Regions from separate parts of the Mus musculus genome. Here region 2 is linked to region 1. A link is a contact called in public Hi-C data. All regions are on one chromosome and are shown on one strand. Each heading gives the region's core, a stretch centred on a gene start, on an enhancer-like site or on the middle of the called end of the contact. The rest is flanking DNA. Distances are from core to core; before and after follow the strand shown.

Region 1 (3,471 bases), core at 669-3,168:
TATTTATTACCAGTCTGAAACTTCTGCTGCACTTGGGCATGGTTTAGCTCTGGGAACAAAGAGACACAAGAGAAGTGCTAACTCACACAGTGGAAGAAACGACTTCCACAGTCTTGTCAGAGCTCGGGAGCCTTGGGCTGTGAACAGTGCTGGTTTCTTACTTTCCTGTTGCTGTGATAAGATACCCAGATAAAAGCAACGTTAAGGGACAAAGGGTTCACTTTGGCTTACAGTTTAAAGGTTCAGTCCATTAATGGTGGGCATCTTGGTTAACTCTGTCTACTTAATACAACCCAGAATTACCTAAGAAGGGAATCTCAATTAGAGAACTGCCTAGCTCAGATTGGGCTACGGGTTAGATTGGTCTTTGGGGGACTGTCTTGATTGTTGAGGTTGGAGGGTCCACTGTGGGTGGTAAAAGCCCTAGGCAAGTGGTGCTGAACCATATAAGAAAGCTAGATGAGAATAAAACAGCCTGTGGGTCAGCAGGCAGCATCCTTCAGGGATGCTGTACTTTCCTCCATCAGAGGTAAGATGTGTGAATAGCAAACAGGGCTGCCACCATGTTCCTGCCTTGACTTCCCTCAATGGTGGTCAGAAACCTGGAATGTCAAGGTGGAATAAATCCTTTTCTCTCTTAAGTTTTTGTTTGCTTGTTCGTTAGTTTTGTTTTGGGATGAAACTAGAACCCTGGGGACATGGCAATGAACTAGAGACATCTAGCCACACTGTATCCACTATCAGAAGACAGAAGGAGATGGGTTTTAGTGCCTACCCAGCTCACTCTCTGTTTTATTCAGCCCAGGACTACAGCCTATGTGATGGTGCCTCCCATAGTTAAGGTGGCTCTTCCCATCTTAATTAACCTGTTCTAGATAGCTCCTTTATAGCCACTCCCAGAGGCGTGTCTCCTGGCTGATCCCAGATTCCTCCAGTTGACAGTCAATGTTAATGATTGCAGGCAGAGAATTTCCTTATCTGAACACATAAATTCAAGGAAACTCAGTCCTTTTGGTGACCACATTTCTTTCAGGGACTTTTCTTTTTCCAAAGGGGAACGCAATGTGGACTGGAAGAAGACAGCAGGTAACATTGATAATAGTCTATATTTGAGGTATCATATACAGTCTATATATGAAAGGGGTCCCCAGTATTAATGCGAGACCCAAATCCTTTCCTGTCTGTTGGGAAGAATGGTAGACTCATGGGACCGTAACCTTTCTCATGGCCAGTCATTCCCTGCTTAGTTCTGGTCACGGTTATCATCTGGTTCCTTTGCTTCTGGTTTCCCTCACATGATCATGTCCTGTTTGCCTGTGACTTAGAGGAAGCCTGCAAAGTATTGGATACCAAGGAATGTGGCTGTCTGGAGCAACCATCCCCCAAGGAACATTAGGTGTATATCATGAAGTCTTTATTTACAATGTGGTTAGGATACTAGGTCCTTATGTATCTGCCTTGACTCACTGCAATATTGTTTATTAAATAGTGAGTGTATTAAATATTAAATATTAGTGAGTATATTAAATATTGTTTATTAAATAGTGAGCGTAGAGCTTAAAACCAGTAGATTTGATACAATAGCGATTCAGTATCAGCCAGTAGCTTGTTGTTACAGAACAAAAATGTACGATCCTATTTTTTTTAAAGCACATTTTATTTCTTGAGGTAAGAAAAGGTCACCGTGCCTTGTCTTTTGTATGGTCAGAAAACTGAAGGAAAGAAAATTCGTTCAGAATGTCACTTGGGCTCCGTGGGGTTATGATTTGAGTATGAAATGTCCCCTGCGGGCGCCTATGCTTGAACACTTAGTCTCCAGCAGGTGGCACTGTGTTGTAAGGTCATGGAAGCTTTAGGGGGTGGAGTCACGTTGAAGGACGTGGGTCTCTCACTGGAGGACTGGCCTCACTTCTCCAGGCTGCCTCAGGACTGCAGAGGCACTGTCTGCAGCAAACCTCAGACCTAAGCTGCCTGCCTTTCCCACTAAGTTGCTTCTTGTCAAGTATTTAATCACAACAGCAGGGAAGTACCTGGCCAACGCGGATTTAATGCTTTTCTCTATCCTTCATGTTACAAGAAGACAATACTACATCACTACACTACAGTGTAAATTAGAACGACTTAGCTGAACTTTCCCGCCTGCACCCCTCCCATTTTCCTCCTCTCCCTGCACCCCCCATTTGGGCCCCTAATTTGGATGTGCTTTCCAAATTCCACTGATCCAACCTCCCTTTCCACAAAGGACAATCCATGTCACTTCATGTGGCTTAGAGAACACAAGTCCCTTATCTAAGTCTAAACAGGATTTACTCCTCACGCGGCAGTATGACAATGGTGGCAGACAGGTCTGTCTTTTAAAGAGAAAACGAAGTAGGAGAGTATCATGCAATCAAAACTTGGAGGTCTTTGTTAACAAGGCAAATATGACTTTATTCCATGGGATTAGCTAAACAAGAACAGCGGCTTTGAAAATACCCCTCTATGCTACTGGATGCTGCAGACACTCAGAATCTGCGCGGAAGCAACTTCCGGTGTTCCGTGTGGGGGATTACATAAATGCGTCGGCTGCTTGGGACTTTTCCATTTATTTAGCATAGTGTGAATCAAAACCAGGTTGAAAAGCTCAAGCCTCGGGATTCTTATTAAGTGGGAGCTCTTGACATGTGTCCTAAAATATTTAATCCAGGGACCAATTTAAACTTAGCAACTCAAAACAGCAACAGTGATAGGCTAAAACTGGGCTAGGTAGACAGAGGTAAAAAAAAAATTTACTTGAGTAGATGAACATTTTCTTGAGTTCTTTTTGACTTTGTTTCTGAGTGTGGTCAGGCTTAATATTGTGAACGAAAATACTGACTTGCACGCTTCCCAAATAACACTCTTTGTGGTAAGATCAGCCAGGAAATGACAGTTTGCTGGACTAGGATTCCTAGTTAGATAATTAAAGGCCTGGAGACCAAAGGCTGGGCGGAATTGAAGGGTGAGCCACACGGCACCAGAGGGAGGGAGGGGGAAATTAGCCGGTGAGATGAAGGCTTGAACTGATCATGCTAAACTCTGCACAACAGATGGTGCAGCTGGAGCTGTTGGTAAACGAAACCATTCCCCTTCCACGAGTCTACTGAGAGGAGACTCAATATGCCACAGTTCTTCCCAACCAATTTTTAATAATTCCATGGGTTGAAAAGGATAATTCAACACACACATCCAATGTCGGATGGTCAAATCAGGACGTCTATCCAACTTTTCATTTCCATGTCAAACCATGGTTACTAAGAAGGTTTTAGAAGTTTGTGCTAAAGACACAGTGAGGAAAGTGTGGTTCTGCTGCTGTCCCGGTGGTGGTGGGGATTGAACTCAGGACCCCTCCCAGCTAAGGAAAGCACTTGGCTCCTAGGTTACATCCACAGCCGTCAGTAAGTTCTCACTATATGATAATGTACTGATCAAGAACTATGATCACTGGATACA
Region 2 (3,471 bases), core at 661-3,160, 170 kb before region 1:
TAAATAAAAATAAAAAGACTTTTTAAAATTAAGAGGCCTTAGAGTTTCCAGCTGCTAATCTATGGGGAGCTCTGTTATATCCATGTGTCTATAATTCAAATTATTATTTGAAGAATGGCCTAAGGGATTTAAGAACTCAGGAGAACATAGAGCCCTTCTCAAAGTTGTCTACTGCAGATATGAAGAGTCCAACAGATGAGTCAGATGACCAGAGAATGACTAATAAGTCTGACAATCCCAACATCTTTTGGGGGAGGGGAGAATGGATTTATATGCATTGAGATATACATTTTAAATGGTCCTTTTTTTTTTTTTTTTTTTTTTTTTAGAAAAGAGAAGTAGAGGGGCTGGAGAGATGGCTCAGTGGTTAAGAGCAGTGACTGCTCTTCCAGAGGACCTGAGTGCAATTCCCAGCAACCACATGGTAGCTCACAACCATCTGTAATGGGATCGTATGCCCTGTTCTGGTGTGTGCCTGAGGACATAGCACTCATAGAAGTAGGAATATAGAACAAGAATCGTTGCTTAGAGATCCGCTGTTGCACAGAGAAGATGTCCAGAAGATAATCCATACCATAAATGTGCTGTGTGGATCACACTCACAGTCATGGAATCCCCAGTACAGTCGATTCCAACCATCCTAACGCTGCGGGCCCTTTAATACAGTCCCACATGTTGAACTGACCCCTCAACCATAAAATGATTTTTGTTACTTTATAAATATAAATATAAATACATATATATATATATATATATATATATACACATACACACATATATGCATGTAAATTTATTTTGTTGCTTTGTAATTTTGCGACTGTTACGAATTGTAATGTAAATATCTTTGAAGAAAAAGGTTTGCCAAAGGGGTCGCGACTCACAGGTTGAGAACTACCGCCCTGGTATTTGCACAGTTTAAGACACAAGCACTGTCTGTGAACAGCTTATACTCTCAGTTCCACACTGGATACTCTGACTTCACTGTCCTATACTGGGCGGGGCCTGAAAGTCTGCTTCTCTTACTTAGACTGTGTCTGTCTGGTGCCTTTGCTCTCAAGAGCTGCTTGGGACCTGGTTGGTGTGAGTGTGACGTCTAAGGAGAGAAACACAGAGGCCTCAATGTCCCATGAATGATGAGCTCCATGCTCAGGTTTAATTTCTGCTCAGCCTACGTAACCATTTCTGAAAACACAGTTTTCAGGAAAATTACTCTGTCATGCCTCTCTTCAGACCTTTAAATGGTTAGCCCTACATTTATGGAGAAAAACAATCAGTACAATCCTATCTCGAGACGGGCTCATGGAAAGTGTCTTCAAGTTACACCACCCTCACGAGGTGCCTGGCAGAAGCATGACACCCAGGGGCTGCAGCTCAGACCTGCTGTGCTGGGCACACTGGTGCACCACACCCAAACGTAGCTAATGCTGATTCCCAAGCCTGGGCTAACGCACTGTCTGACCCCAGGAACAACATAGCTGAGGTCGTTCCTTGGGGTCCCAAATTTATGGTCATAATGTCAAGTTGCTGGCAAATCTATGCACACAGATCATATGGAGGTGGGAAGTATCAGTGCTGGTTTACTTTGGCCCAATTTCCATTTCCCAAGTATCAGATTTCAGAGCCTATTTGGGGAATATTTTCCTTTCCTTTTGCTATGCCTCAGTCTTCATTCGGTTGATTTAAAATGCCAGTTTACTGAAACAGATTGAAAATAGGTAACTATTTTGTTGTAATTCGTTTGGGGGATTTTAGAAGTAAATTGTTATGTATTCTTTCGGCACTTTAAATGCAATCTTGAGAAACGTTTTCTATTTGGAAAAAAATTGCAGAACCATCACTACCAGATGACTCCAGAAGATGGCGCTGTAGGCCACATGTCTACAATGTAAGGCTCCATTTTTCACTGCTCAACTATGACGGGGCACTTTTAAAATTACCATTTATCTTAAGCTTGATAAAGGTAAGTATTGAAAAGAAGTGCCAGTTTGGAACTTAGAAATTTAATTCTAATATTCTGTTGACAGAAATATATTTAGAAGCAGGTAGTCATTTTCTATTTAGTGTTACATTTGTAACCACATTTTAATTTGTATCAGACTCAATACAACTACTTGCAACAACTGGCTACTTGAGGGGATCCTCGTTGAGCCATTGCTAAACTGCTTTGATTTGTAAGTTAGGGACCCGGGAGGAGGAAGGGGACTTGGAACCTGTGGTCCCAGATCTGACAAAACTACAAATAGCTATTAGGAATGGACTTTGGAGGCACTGAGTTTATTAAGGTTTTCGTTACACAGTGTGGGATGCTTGCTGGTGGGATACGTGCCTGTTAATGTTGTTTGCACATCTGCAGCACCTTTTCTTGTGCAAAGACCTAGATACGATAGATCTCTGTCTGCTGCCAGAGATAAAAACTGAGCTGCCACCTGAAACTTGAGTTGGTAAGGACAGGTTCTGAACACCCAGACAGGTCTAGCAGTTTACCTCATCACAGAGGAGCTCATACGCCTGCTTAATTGGCACAACCGCCGATACTCTGGCTCGATTAACAATAAACAATAGGAATAGGGACAGGGGAAAGCAACTTGGTGCAAGCAGAGCCACCTGAGTTGTGCTCCCCAATGCCCACTTAGGAAGCCTGGCATAGCCTGGCATTGCCTATGCGATCTCAGTACAAGGTGTCAGGAGGTGAGGTGTGAGAGAGAGAGAGAGAGAGAGAGAGAGAGAGAGAGAGAGAGAGAGAGAGAGAGAGAGAGGGAGGCAGGAGGAGAGCTGGGGCTTGCTGGTCAGGCAGCCTAGGCAAAAATGAAGAGTTCTGGCTTCAGTGAGACCCTGTGTCAAGGCAATAAGGTGTAGCATGATAGAGCAGGACACCTAATGGCTAAGGTGTAGCACGGTAGAGCAGGACACCTAATGGCTAAGGTGTAGCATGATAGAGCAGGACACCTAATGGCTAAGGTGTAGCACGGTAGAGCAGGACACCTAATGGCTTTGTCTGAGATGCACACACACATGGTCACACACAAGGACACATGGACACACACAAAGATACACTGAAATACACAGACAGACAGACACACACACACAAAGACACATGGACACACATGCACACAAACACAGAAATAAGGGTTTACTTTGGCTTACAGTTTAAGGGCAGAGTTTACCATGACAGGAAATTCATAGTAACAAGGGTTTAAAGCAGCTACATGCAACCAGGAAGTAGAGAACAGTGAATATTTATGCTCTGCTAGCTTTCTCCTTTGAAATAACCTAAGATGAAAACCCAGGGAATAGCGCTCCTCACTTTGAGGGCACCTCAGTTAACCTAATAGGGGGAGGTTCTCTCACAGGCAAGCCCAAAGTAATACCTCCCAGGTGTGCCTGGGTGCTTGCTTCTGGGTGACTCTCGATCCTGTCAGGACCACAATGAACAGAAGCAGCCACCACAGCGAGCTCGCTTCATTTGAGAGC

What was found. Hi-C and Micro-C count contacts between places; a contact is called where the count stands out from the background.
Region 2: a Hi-C map of muscle stem cells shows a contact between it and region 1, with 2.8 times the contacts expected there. The contact joins two enhancer-like sites. A contact is called at or near these places in 7 of 484 Hi-C or Micro-C datasets (adipose-derived mesenchymal stem cells, cerebral cortex, embryonic fibroblasts and 3 more) and 3 of 9 other capture datasets (adipose tissue, liver and pancreatic islet).

What each region holds. Positions count from the first base shown.
Region 1 is chr10:69,791,673-69,795,143 of GRCm38.p6, reverse strand. The region is part of intron 1 of Ank3 (ankyrin 3, epithelial); the gene reads right to left. Among named protein-coding and RNA genes, the nearest start is that of Gm33416, 73 kb to the left of the region's middle. Within about 2 kb of position 1,918, at least 22 of the 459 cell types and tissues checked have an H3K27ac peak or open chromatin away from gene starts, as enhancers often do. A contact at or near this core is called in muscle stem cells, where this site is marked.
Region 2 is chr10:69,963,215-69,966,685 of GRCm38.p6, reverse strand. The region is part of intron 29 of Ank3 (ankyrin 3, epithelial); the gene reads right to left. Among named protein-coding and RNA genes, the nearest start is that of Gm33361, 43 kb to the right of the region's middle. Within about 2 kb of position 1,910, at least 52 of the 459 cell types and tissues checked have an H3K27ac peak or open chromatin away from gene starts, as enhancers often do. A contact at or near this core is called in muscle stem cells, where this site is marked.